2 separate regions of the Larimichthys crocea genome follow, and region 2 is linked to region 1. Evidence: chromatin contacts called from public Hi-C data. All regions are on one chromosome and are shown on one strand. Each heading gives the region's core, a stretch centred on a gene start, on an enhancer-like site or on the middle of the called end of the contact. The rest is flanking DNA. Distances are from core to core; before and after follow the strand shown. Region 1 holds the start of LOC109141608 (neurofilament medium polypeptide). Region 2 holds the start of nudt3b (nudix (nucleoside diphosphate linked moiety X)-type motif 3b).

Region 1 (6,665 bases), core at 1,938-4,437:
GCAACACATGTACTTACATGTGCACAGCATGTTGGTGCCATAAATAACTTTACAGTGAGAGGCACTATATATGTACATGTGTCAGTCACAGTCATTTACTCTTTCATATAGTTTCAAATATGTTTTGTCATGCCAATTTTATAACAGAGTCATTGTGAGTTTGTTAAAATTACTTGATATGAACTGTCATTTCCATCAAACTCTCTGTAACCTGTTCATCTCGTGCACAGTTACAGTCTTTTTCAGGTCTGATAAAGGAAACTTTTTTCCCCCCAGTCTTTCCCATTTTTCTACTGACTGTACATTTCGTATTGAACAGCAATTATACCTTATGTCAATACTTGTTGTCAAGACTTAAATTCATAAAAGTAATTTCTAATGAGGCAATATATATGTTAAAGAGAAGAAAAACCCTAAAAATATGGAATTACATAGGTACTTATCAAAGTTTAAAATTCTTCATGCTTTTCAGTGACCAACAGCTCACTTGACAAAATCTGTGTCGGACAACCACACAAGTAGAATAAAACAAATACTACAAATCAGCAGCTGGTTAAAAGAAGTGTGCTGCATGGTTCCCATTTATCGAAATAAGACTTAAAATCACAGTCTTAAGTTGAGGAAATAGCGGTAGACATTATTGATTTACAGATGATCAACCTATTGAACAACTAGTTGCACAACTACTCGTCCTCTTCATTTTCATCAATGAAGACCTCACTGTTTAATTCAGCTGACTCTTCTGCTACAATCTCACCAACTTCTTCAGATATCTCCTCTTCCAAAGACTCCATAATGTCCATAACGTGACCATCTACAGTCTGCGGCTCACGCTGTCCTGTAATTTCCTCATCTTCTTGCTCTTCTGGCGTAATTTCCTCTTCCCCCTCCAGTTCTGCTTCAAGTGGCTCTTCTTCCTGCATTGCCTCCACTTCCTTTGCCTCCTCATCTGCTTCATCTTCAGCATCCTGCTGCTTGGCCTTTTCTTCAACATGTTTTAGCTTATCCTGAAGCTCAGTGGCATTCTGTCCTGTAGTGGAGAAGAACTCTTCTGCTGCTGCTGGATCGTCCTTGAGATAGATAGATAGTTTATTATCCCTAATGGAATTCAATAGCTGCATCTTTAAAAACAATGTGCTACCACAAGATACTTTAAATGATGAGGTATCTTCAAGAATAGTCTTATTAAAAGCAGCAGGGTTATACCTGGGTGTGGAAGGTCTGCGGCTGAACCATGGCACTGCTGTGGAGGGTCTGTGAGGTCAGAAACTGCTCGTCCAGACTCCTCTGCACTGAACTGAGCATCACTTCTAATGCCTGGGCACCCACAGCCTGCTCAGCCTCCTCAAGCCCACTGATAAACACACACACAACATAGATTTATGCCTTAATGCCTGTCTTTGGAAAGTCAGCAAGTTCAACAAAATAAGACACTGTATAGACGTGCAGATAAATTCAAACTGAGCTTACTTTACTGCAGCTGTCTTCTGGTTGTTTGTGTGAAGTGCAACATTATAAAGGTGCATTGACTCTTTGAGCTCATTCAGCTCTGAGACGTGTCCCTCTAACCGTGCATTAAGACCATCCATTGATGCAATCTGCTCGTCAACTCTGGAATATGCACTTGCCACAGCATTGGTTAGCCCAGTCACATTTTCAACCAACGCTGAGCTGGAGTTCAAACTGGCCACTACGCTCTCCTTAAAGACTTCAAACTCCTCACTCCGGCTCTTGAATATGTCCTGGAGAGTTGTGAAGGATAGGGAGACCTGCTTTATCTCAACCAATCTGGTGTCCATCTCATCGTGGAGGTCTGAAAGCTGCAAGTAGATGTCAGAGTTCATCAACTTCTCTGATGCTGCCAGAGAGACCGCAGCACTCTCCTGAGCCTGTTTTTGAGCCTCCTCCAGGGCAAAGATCCTCTCCTCCACATCCCAGTCTGTTTCAGTCTAAAGAGTGAGAGAAATTATAGAATAAAGGTGTTTATTATGTGGTTTGACTCAGTTGAAACATTTATGTCAGACTGAGCTGTCATACTGCTGTAGCAAATTGAGTTGTGAGATATGAAAAATACTGTAGCCTACCAAAAAAAGATATGAATTTATCAACTGTCAGCAAAATTCAAATATAGTTTATACTGTGGTAGCTATTATTTGAATATCTCTAGGTGAATTCGGCTGTTGTGAGCAGTGTTACAAATCACCCTATAGCAATACTAGATGTTTATATCATTTTTGTCACATATTTAATGTCCTAGATAAACCAGTTTCAAACTACTATAGTTTGCGATACAAAATAACCTACATGTATCATTTCACTAAAATTACTTTTTCATGATTATATGTGACAAATACATTGAATTGAATGACAGACTATAGTAGTAATAACTGCTTTTAATTAAAGCTATCTGGCATGATGCGTATTTCACAATGAGGGCCTGAGAATGTGAACATGAAGCTATTCACAGTCCTAAAAAAAACAACAGGTGTTACTATGTCAAGTCAGTCACTTTAACATGTCTTACAACGTAAGCTTTTCAAAATAACCTCCTGACTAAAACTTTCATTCATGTTACCCTACTGTATACATGGCACGAACTACAAATGAGGTCGGTTTGTTTCGTTATACACACACTAAATTGTTCATTCGTTCATGTTTACACACTCAACAAACTCACAACGTAGTTCATTGTTTTATTTTGAAGGAAAAATGCCAATTTCCGGTGCGTGACGTTCTCTTTAACTAGCTTACACACATTTTACCGCCCTCCCGTCCTGCAAGGCTGAAATTATGTACTCGAATGATATTAGATATCGACTCAATTTCACTTTATTACACGATAAGCCAACAGAAAAAGATATTTTTTTAATGAGTTTTCCAAACGAGCAGAAACCACAGGTGAGAAAGTTAAAGACTTACCTGTGCGTGCGTCATCACCATCACCTGCTGCAGGCTCGTGATTCTCTTTTGCATCGTTGTACAAGACTCTGACAGCTGGGCGAGGCTTTGCTGCTGTTGTACACAGAACCATCCCATTACAGAGGCCCCGACAGTAAAGATGATGAACAACAAAGCTGGAGAAGCATGGGAGTTCCTCTTTCTTCTGGACTTTGGTACCGATGAGTCCAACAAAATGGAAACGTCATCTTGTGGCGGCTTCTTGGACTTCCGCCTGGACATGACTTGAAGAGGTATGTGCCTTCACAGCAAAGTGTGGCTTCTGCTCTGGTTTTACTATCACGTTGTCTACAATGCCAGACCCTTTGACCTAGTCAGTCATTGGACCCCCACCCCATAATATTCAAAGCAACTGCTGGGGGTGAGGGGTGTGACAGCATATTATGTAACTGCAGTTATGGTGCTCAGACCCACTACTCAAATGAAATATCAGTGTAATAATACTTAATTGAATTGAAAAGTCCTGCATTCCTAACTCATATTTTGCTTTGTTTCATTTACATTTAAATAATTATCATTCGACACAAAAACTGGCAACATAACATGTTTTATTTCGCAGTGTATGTGATCACATCTCTAGTAAACACAAGCCAGATGATTTCATATCTCCAAAGTTTAATAATGCAGCATATAACCTTATTCCCAAAACACACAATTCATGGGGCGGGTGTGGCTCAGGAGGTAGTCATCCACTCATCAGAAGATCGGTGGTCCGATCCCTGGCTCTCCTAGTCCACATGCCCTGTTCTCGGGGAAGATTTATAAGCTTTCTAAAGTGTGTTACAGTAAGTGTTTAAATAGCCGTGCATCACACTAGTGGGAAATTAAGTAGCTTAAAATGAACATAAGTTGTCACCAAGTCAAGGTATAATTAATGGTTGGTTAATTTCTGGTCAGCAGCTGCATCTCTTCTTCACTCTGTAAAGGGACATATTGATACTCTCAGGTTGTTTTATCATCATACTGCACACTTGAATATTTCATTAGTTTCTTTACTGAAAAATGTGTAATTCTTAAAACTTAACCAGGCATAAATACCTCTGACATTCAGCATCATTGAAGACTCAGACGTCCCCAGTTTGTTCTCAAGCATGACTTTGTATTCCCCGATGTCTTTGGGTCCCACCTTTAGGATGAGCATAGAGCAGACTCCACACACATTGGTGATGTAGTAGTTTGCATTCACGTTCAGGCTGATGTTGTTGCGGTACCATGTCACACGTGGAGCTGGATTACCCTTAACCGCACAGGTCATGTAGCAGTCGTAACCCTCTGGAGGTGTACGCCTCTTCAGGCGGACGATAAATGATGGAGGTGACTCGAGGTCCAAGGGTTTTCTCTCTCGTGTGTTTAGTTTGAACTTTTCTGAAATGCAAAGAAATAAATGTATAAAGTTTAAGGTTTTACACAATTGCAACGACTGAGATTACAAAAGTGGACAACTTTCCCTAAATTAATGTAGAATCACTAACAATGCTTTTGAGAGTAGAAGTCATGTTAACGGTTGTTTCTCAGACTAAAAGTAAAAAGCGACTTTTGCCTCTCTCTCCGTTGCTTTTCAGAATTCATCACTGAACAACGTTTTAGTGAAAGTGATAATTGATTCAGATATAATTCAACCGGATGCACAAACCTCTTTGCTTCTTGGTTTCAAATGGAGGGGACACAGAAGGTGGTGAAAGACCCATATCATTTTTAGCAAATACTCTGAAGTTATACTCTCGTCCAGGCAAGATGTTGACAACTGTGAACTTATTGTTGAAGAGGTTGTCTCCCACTGTCCTCCAAGTGCGTTTGACGGCGTCCCGCTTGGATATCATGTAGTGCAGTCGGTCATCTCTCTTCTCATCTGGAGAGGAAGCCCAGGACAGAGTCACTGTCCCAGGGATGTTCTCATCCAGCTCAACTGGCCCTGGAGGCTTCGGATCATCTACAAGATTTAGAGTAACAGAGATGCAGGGTTAGTATGCTGATTTTCAATCTGAACCCTACCATTGTTATGTAGAAAGGACATGAAGGTTCTAGTCAGAACAATGATGTCCTTATATTAGCTCGAAACAGATGGCAACAATGTTATGGTAAATCATTTTTACTAAGATTTTAACTAACATAACCATGGAAACATATTTTTCATGGCATTTTTGATAATATAAAAAACTTTGTCATGTTATAGAAGAACCTAAAAGAAAACTGTCCTCTGTTATCTGTTGGCACTGAATGTGCTAGATTACTTGAGATTATATTTAACTGAACTCTTTCAGTCTACACAATGACAGTAGACTGATAGTTAACTGCATGAAAAATTACTTTTAACTGTGCATTTAAAAAAACAAAACAAACAGAATAATGATTTTGTTAAAAGTATAAAACAAAGGAAATCTAACCCAAAAGAATCTTTATTTAAATATGTAAATTCATCTTGAAATCAATATGTCTTAGAGCTTTTAACCAGAACATTTCTCATTTAGTGCTTAGTTTAAAGATCATCTTTCAACAGGGGTTACCACACGTATATGGGGGGTTCTGATGACAGAGATTGGTACCCTCCTTTCTTTTAGAAGCTTGTCTGTAGTTTATTTTTGTTGTTTCCTTTCTTGTCTTTTTGTGTGTTTTAGTAGGTTTCAAGATTGTTGAGAGAATGACGTACATGTCCTGTATAACCCCTATTAACCTCTCATGTCTAACCTCCGATTATGTCTATGTGAAACAATAAATACTTCTTATATCATACTTTTCATAAATTCATAACAATCATGTCTGTCCCTGAAAAAAGGCATTATTGTTTACTGCACTAAAATAGTGAGGAAGGAGGAAGGAAGGAATAGCTAATGAGGTGTGTCTGTGTGTAATATCTTTTTTTACCAGGTCATGAACATTAGTAGTTCATGGTCACACAGTGATATTTACCTGTAACTCTGACTTCAACATTGAAGCTCTCCTGGCCGACAATGTTCTTGACAGTAATGGTGTAAATGCCAGTGTCAGACCGTTCAGATGTGGGGATTAACATTTGAGAACCTTTATCAGAGTTGGTAATTGTCACATGTTTGGGCACAGGGACACCATCTTTTAGCCAAGTGATCTCTGGCAAGGGACAAGCCTGTTGACAAGAAGAACAGTATCAGAAATCAATCAAAAATCTGGTAATGGTAACTTGAAGGCATACACAATTAAAAAAAACAAAACAAAAAAAACATTCTCTGATGAATGAATTAGTAAGAACGTCTGGCACAGTACCTCAAAGATGATGTTCAGACGGACGGTGTTTCCAGATCTTACCACCACAAAGGTCTTCATGTTGTGATCTTTAAACTTTGGCCTGACTGTGAAGGTGAAATATAGAAACAAATGTTAAGGTTCTTATACAGTTTAACAAACTGTATGGTAGTTTTACTTATTCCTATTCCTATTATTCCTATTCCTAATTTGGCATAAGACATTTTAAAAATTGATCACAACAGTATCTGTATACAGTAAATCCAGATCAATTTCCGATTCTTTATTTTATGTTATCCATTGTCCTCTCCAGGTAGAGCAGCTATTCAAAATAACACAATGTGATCTGTTACTGGAACCTATTTCTATCCTACAGTGCTGCAAACGACTGAACTGCAGGGTGGCAAGACTAAATAAACAGTAGCCTGCAGTTTCAATACACACGTATACGCAGCCAGTATCAGTGATGTGCATGAAACTCCTTTGCTTAA
Region 2 (6,665 bases), core at 3,037-5,536, 270 kb after region 1:
GCTGCATAGCCTTTGGTTGTGTGTCATACATCTTCACAGGGATTGCCATGTTAAGAGATAGGCTGCTAAAGCCAGATTTCGCTGCTCATTTGCTGTTGCCACTGTGAAGCTCTGCTTGTGACTTGACTTGGCTGCTCTAGAACTAACCTTATTGCCTGGGTGCATATCACCGAATCCACCCACTCTCTCATATCAGGCAAGTAACCTCAGACCCTGAATTCACTCAATAAAACCAACCCTTTAAGGGAAAGGAAGAGCAACAAAGGAGGGATCCCTCTTCCAAAACAGGCATGATGTATATATATATATATATATATATATACACACTACACCAATGTAGATGGAGGATAGACTAAAATAAATAGGGGAGTTCCTTATGACCAAATAGTTGCTACACTGCTGGTGGTTTTATAAACAATTCATAAGCATTTTACAATTGAGCTGCACTCTTTTCTCAGTAAATCATGCTGTGTGTGCTGTACTGAAAGAAGTGAGCGCCCTCTTTTGGACATGAAAAGGACTGTAGCTCTGCTCCTGTGTGCTTAATGGTTCACCAGAGACTTGCAAAGAGAATGGGTTGCCGTAGCAACTGCAGATAGTAAAAGTGCAACCTCTTGAGTATGACCCTATACAGATATGTTTAATTGTGTAACGCCTGTTCTCGTTCCCCGTGCAAGAAGAGAAAGGCAGAACGCACAAGATGAAACCCAAGAGAGGATTTTTTTTTTCTTGCTTTGTTTAAATCTGTGACCTTACATGACATTTTATGACATTTATTTGGAAAACATAAACACATAGATATATACATAGAAATACATTTAATACACAATATTTTTGATGAGGTTGATTCTTGGGTTGGATTAAAGGTGTCTTGATTTAAACCAAAACTTGCCAGACCTAAAAAAAAAAGATTTTTAATAGAATATGTATGCATTTATATAGTGAGTTATTGAAGCACATGTTTATTCATTATCAAACAGATTGCAGTTTGTAGTCTATTTTTTCACTGTCTCCCAGTGGGTGAGTGAGTCTTTGATGAATGTGTAGAATTATAGTAAGTGAAACCGATTTCCGATGTTGACTTCTGCATCAAAAAATACTTTTTATTGGGGTTTTTTCATTATGTTTCTTACTATAGTTTAATTATGTTTATATGTAAATGCTGCATACTACTCACATCTGGCCTAGGGCAATACTTCCTCCTAATTACATTTTCTTTCCTGCAATGTATAATGGTTTTCCTGTAATGCACTAGAACAAGCGGCGGTGGACACAATGTCACGGACAGACTTTATCGGGGATCAAACTGTACAGCTCTTTTCAGTTTAAAAAAAAACACATGTACATGTATTCATGTCTTCTAGAATTTTAATAAACACCAAGACAAATTCCTTGTTTGTGAAACCTACATGACAATAAACCTGTTTCTGATTCTAGTTCTGATTTAAAACCGCAATGCCTTTTTACATACAGCGTCATGTGCTGAGGGGAACATATATCAGCTACACCTGATAATATAACCCAGAAGTCTAATCCAACAACACGAGTACATGAATGATACTATATGTGTTTGTGTTAACCTCCTGTATTTCCATATTTAGCATGTAAAGTGTGTAACTGACAAATGAGTAGTGAATAGTAAAGATGAAATAAAAGATACCTGTCTAATTCTACAAAAATACATTTGTCATGTTATACAATATTTGTCCATACTTGCAACATTTGAAAAGATAATTTCTCTGTCTTTGACACTAAACAGGTTTTGGATGGGGAAGGCAGCGATTTACTTTAATGAAGAGCCATCTGACATGCTAAGAGAAAAGTAAGATCCACTTTAAATGTCAGCATCTGTTGAAGAAAACCTTGAGAGGAAATGAAGAAGTGAAGAAATTTTATTGATCCAGTGGGAAATTAGATTGTTGCAGCAGCAAAAACAATGTGACGTCAACAGAAAGACAAACACATCTGTGAAAGAAGCAATAAAATGACACAAAGTAACATGGGCAATAAAGCAGTACAGAAGTACAACAGCCTGAACAATTATGACTTCATATATATAAAAAAAAACCATTATGTTGATGATTTGTATCAGATGTAAATTGGACTGTATTTCGCTGAAACAATTATTTTTTATGTGAAATAGTGTTGTGCTGACGAGCACAACAGTTGCATTATCTCCACTAAATCTCCGATGATACTTTGAGGCATAAATCAGTTTGATTGACACTAAAGAGTTCTGATCCACATCAGTTGATCTGCTCTGTCATTACTGGAGGCAGTGAGTCAGTGTGCAGAGTGTTGAAAGACACTATCTAGTGCCCTAGAGAACAAGTTATTGGATACACTGAGATAAAGAGCTTTGAACTCAAGTCATTTGTTTTTGTCAGTGATTGTTTGTTTATCCTTTTTTTTAAAGCACCAAAAAAAAAACAATGTATAAATACATATATAGATATGTATATGTGTTTGTGAGTGTTTATTGCTTTGCATACAGGCTCCAGACTTCCCTTCACAGTTATTTTTACTACTAAAGTTACATGCTGTTAGTCAGTGTATATTTTTGTAGATGGCGAGTGAGTAGATCATTTATTCAAAATGAGTTTGTACAAGCACATACAGCACATTGAGCTACTTTGACCCCATCCATCTATATTATTTCTTTAATTTAATAATATATATATACACTGTAGCCATATAAGATATCTGACTAAACTGGAAAAGCCATTCACCATACCATGTACCATGCCCTATTTCAATCTTGGGAGAAATGATCTGTGGAACGTGCAGGTATACACATTTGAAAGTGTTAGTAGTCATTACTGATATATACATAAATACACACATGATAGCTGTGAGGACAATGCGGATAAGATGGAATTGGACAACAGCGCAAAAAAAGTGAGGAAAAAGGAAAAAAAGATTTTCTTGGAAAAAGGACAAAGATTTGAGTGAAACAGAGAAGGATCATGTTGTAAGCACATGAAGATCAGTGCATGCACGATTACCTCCCCTGCTGATGCATGACTGCGGCGATCATCTCATTTGTTCAGAGAATCCATGTCATAAATGTTAATCTGCCATTAAAACTGCCTTGTGTTTTAATATTCATCTGAGAAATTAATTAGCAGATAAATGTTTATTTCAAATTAGCCTATTAATTATGCATTCACATCATGAATCATGGAACTTGGCTGCCTTCGACCCACATCAGCCACTTTGAATGACAAAATGTATCAATATCAGTATTGGTGATTTTGACCCTGGCATGACTATTAATCAGTTATTTGACTGAAATAAGATTTACCACCACTTTAACACCGCCATGATCAAATGTAACACTGTTTCACTGTTATGATTTCACTATTTATATGCAGAACCATATTTACATCTCACTTAAATTATATTACACTGTGAAATTTCATTTTTCCTGTATTAATTATATTTACTGTTTTCTATTTCAAGTATATATTTTATAAATTAATTTCTTATTTATGAGTATTTTTTATACACCCTTTGTACTGAGAGCTGCTAGATTGCAAGATAATTGCTTAATTGGCAACAATTTTTGTGATTAAATAACTTTGTAAGTCATGCAAGAGCTGCAACTAACAATAATGTTCCATGTCAATTAATAACCGGGTTATTTTGTCTTTAAATCTGTAAACTGTTCTGTCTGTACGATGTCAGAAGATAGTGACATTTTTCAGTGTGGCATATTTAAATTGCTTGTTTTATCTGACCAACATTTCAAAATACAGATATTCAGTTTATCATATATGACAAAGAGAAGCATCAAATTGGGAAATTTCAGAAAGCAAGTGGCTTTTTTGGTTGGAAAATAACTCAAATTATTAATTGATTATCCGAAAGTTGCTATTTAATCTTCCATAGACTAATTAAATTATTAATTGTTTCAACGTGTGAGTTGTTACAAGACAAACCTACCATTTTAGTTCACAATAAAAAGCTATTTCACATTATTTTTAACGATCAAATTGATGGGGGTGAGTTTCACCATGACTGCATGATCATATGTGATAATTAAACTTGAACCTGGATCAGATTTGAGGCTCATGCTTGGCGCTGTCCATCACCTGCGGTGCTGAAACTGATGCCTCAAACCAGCATTTAACCCATTTTATAAGTTTGACAGCCTGTTACGTGGATAACGTTATGTTTTATATTTTCAAAGTATGGCGGTATAAATTTAATTACATCAAACAAGTGGCCGTCTCGAGCTAGTTGGAGCCAAAAGTGCCAGTTTCCCTTCACCGGCTCACTCCAGTCAGAGCGTGGTGTTGCGTTTTTCCCGTAGCCGTTGCCCCAATTCGTCAACGCCCGTTAGGTAATTTTCTTACGTTACCCGAGCCGTTAAAGGTTAAATTACGTAGTGGGCGTAGCGGCTCCTTGTAATGGCGACCGTGCCGTAGATGTGCCTAGGTTTGTGAAAATGAAGCGAAGAAGAAGTTATTTCTTTTAAGTGAAACACCGAGGTTCCCCGGAGGAGGACTTTGCGTCTACAACCGTCACCTTTACAAGTGGTAAACTTAGCTGTACTTTTGAACTTTTTGTGCCCTTTGAAATGATGAAGCTCAAGTCAAACCAAACCCGGACGTACGACGGGGATGGGTACAAGAAGCGGGCCGCCTGTCTGTGCTTCAGGAGCGAGGCTGAGGAGGAGGTGAGTCCGGGGATGTAGCTGTCTGGCAGGGCCGCGCTAACATTAGTAGCGGTTAGCTGCTCCCAGTCTCATCTCTGTCTCTGTGTGTCGGTACATTTATCGGTTTGAAACGATGACTCACTCCTTTCTTAAACCATCACATTGTGCCCTAAAGTTGTGCATTAAACGTCGGTTTTCAGCTGGTACTTACCCAGGTGTTATGTAAGCCTCTTTAGCTGAGCGTGTAGCAACCCGGAGGAGCCAGTCCGTTAGCTGCATGCTAATGCTAACTAGCCGTGCTGCCGCTGTGGGCAGCCGGCTCTCGGCCAACAACGACCACAGCCCCCCTATGGTACAGGCTGCGGTGAGCGGGGATTTTTATCACGATGAGATGTGGCAGAGTATAAATCACCGTTAACTTTTAAAAGCGGCAGGCTAATATGTTTATTTACTCACGTTACACGCGTCATTTGAAGCGTCCGTGCAACTGGTATTGCTAACTAAACATTGGACTGGCTAAGTTCGTAGCAGCAGACAACACTGGTAGAGATACTGTGTTTTGTTTTGTTTTTTTGCGTTGTTTACGTGAAATTAAACTCGTGATACTAACATTTGGACGATTTATTCGACTGTTTTGGCTGTGTACACATTTCACCACGTAGTTAACGTAATGTGCCAGTCGCTGCCTCCGTGCGCCCTCCCACATAAAACCACTCAGAGTCAGCCTGCAAAGGGTTACTCGAGATCAGAGGCGATTGGGGAAGCTTATGTCCAAGTCAACATCACGCACAAAGATGTCTTTTGTAGTGGAAACATTTAGTTTTGTTTTAAGCAGGATTGTGACTAAACTATTTCCTCATTCTGGTTAAAAGTAAAAAAAAAAAAAGGGGGGGTCAGATTGTGAGCAACATCACAGGAAACACATCTGTGTGACCTGCACGTAAGATAGAAACTCAGCCAAGCGTCAGGATTTCACTATGAACTAACCATGCCTGTGTGCAGTGTCAGTGACTCATGCCTTCTTAAGTAAACAAGTGCCTGAACTGCTTTGAATCATACAGCGAGTTAACTTCTTTCACATGATGTCCAGCTGTCGCTTTCTAGTTAAAAGGTAGCTGTCACATGTTTAACACAGATCACTGAATGTCTTGCTCAAGCAGCAACACTTGTGTAATGTGAAAACACACCAGTGTACACCGAGCTGAGACTGTAGTGCCTTAACCAGTCTTGTTTTGTACTGGACGCTTTTTCAGGTGCTGCTGGTGAGCAGTAGTCGACATCCCGACAAGTGGATAGTTCCTGGAGGGGGAATGGAGCCCGAGGAGGAGCCCAGTGTTGCCGCAGCTCGTGAAGTGTGTGAAGAGGTAAACTGTTTTTTAATATTTATTCTAATGAATTTATGCCTGATTTATACCTGTGTAGACTGCCGCGGCAAACTTCTCTTGACCTTTTGTATCCAAAACGTAGATGCCTTTCTAGACTTAGTGCATAGCCAGGAATATTCTTCTGAGAATGGATTTCCATTAGCGGCGTGGCACATAATATGTATTGTGTTTCATTCCTATTAAATCATGTCTGTATTTAACACTGGGCCTAATACCTTGCTCTCAAAAACCCATTCTGTCAATGCAGTCATCCTGTTTGCATAGACAGACAGAGGGAGAGCCTAGCAACATGTAAGCTGTATCATAGCGTCATGTTACAAAGCAGTGTTTAGGTGTCAAAGGAGGACACACTGAGATTGAACACTGACAAACTAGAGGTTACACTGCAGCACTATCCAATCCCACAAATACGGTAACTGAGGGGAAACAATCAGCTTTCGTTCTTTGTATGTTTCAGACAGGTCTATTTTTGTAGTGGCAGCCTTGTCTGAGGCATTTTTTTAAGTTCCTATGTGTTGAAGATGATGGGTAGCAATAATTAGTAAACAGTTCTGAAGCCTATTGGAAATCGGTATACAGGCCACGTCTGTCCCTTCATTTCCGGTATCCCTCTTGTATAC

The links. Hi-C and Micro-C count contacts between places; a contact is called where the count stands out from the background.
Region 2: a Hi-C map of muscle shows a contact between it and region 1, with 2.7 times the contacts expected there. The contact joins the promoter of nudt3b here to the promoter of LOC109141608 in region 1. A contact is called at or near these places in 2 of 7 Hi-C or Micro-C datasets (both in muscle).

What each region holds. Positions count from the first base shown.
Region 1 is chrVI:7,058,397-7,065,061 of L_crocea_2.0, forward strand. It overlaps LOC109141608 (neurofilament medium polypeptide), which reads right to left and starts at 3,188. Exons shown (of 4, transcript XM_019272626.2): 1 at 2,920-3,188; 2 at 1,471-1,949; 3 at 1,207-1,354; 4 at 1-1,070. The coding sequence starts at 3,180. The coding sequence ends at 684. LOC104918393 (immunoglobulin-like and fibronectin type III domain-containing protein 1) reads right to left here. Exons shown (of 24, transcript XM_019272620.2): 20 at 6,196-6,281; 21 at 5,866-6,058; 22 at 4,592-4,888; 23 at 3,997-4,323; 24 at 3,524-3,876. The coding sequence ends at 3,872.
Region 2 is chrVI:7,329,729-7,336,393 of L_crocea_2.0, forward strand. It overlaps nudt3b (nudix (nucleoside diphosphate linked moiety X)-type motif 3b), which reads left to right and starts at 4,287. Exons shown (of 5, transcript XM_010742568.3): 1 at 4,287-4,681; 2 at 5,914-6,024. The coding sequence starts at 4,583.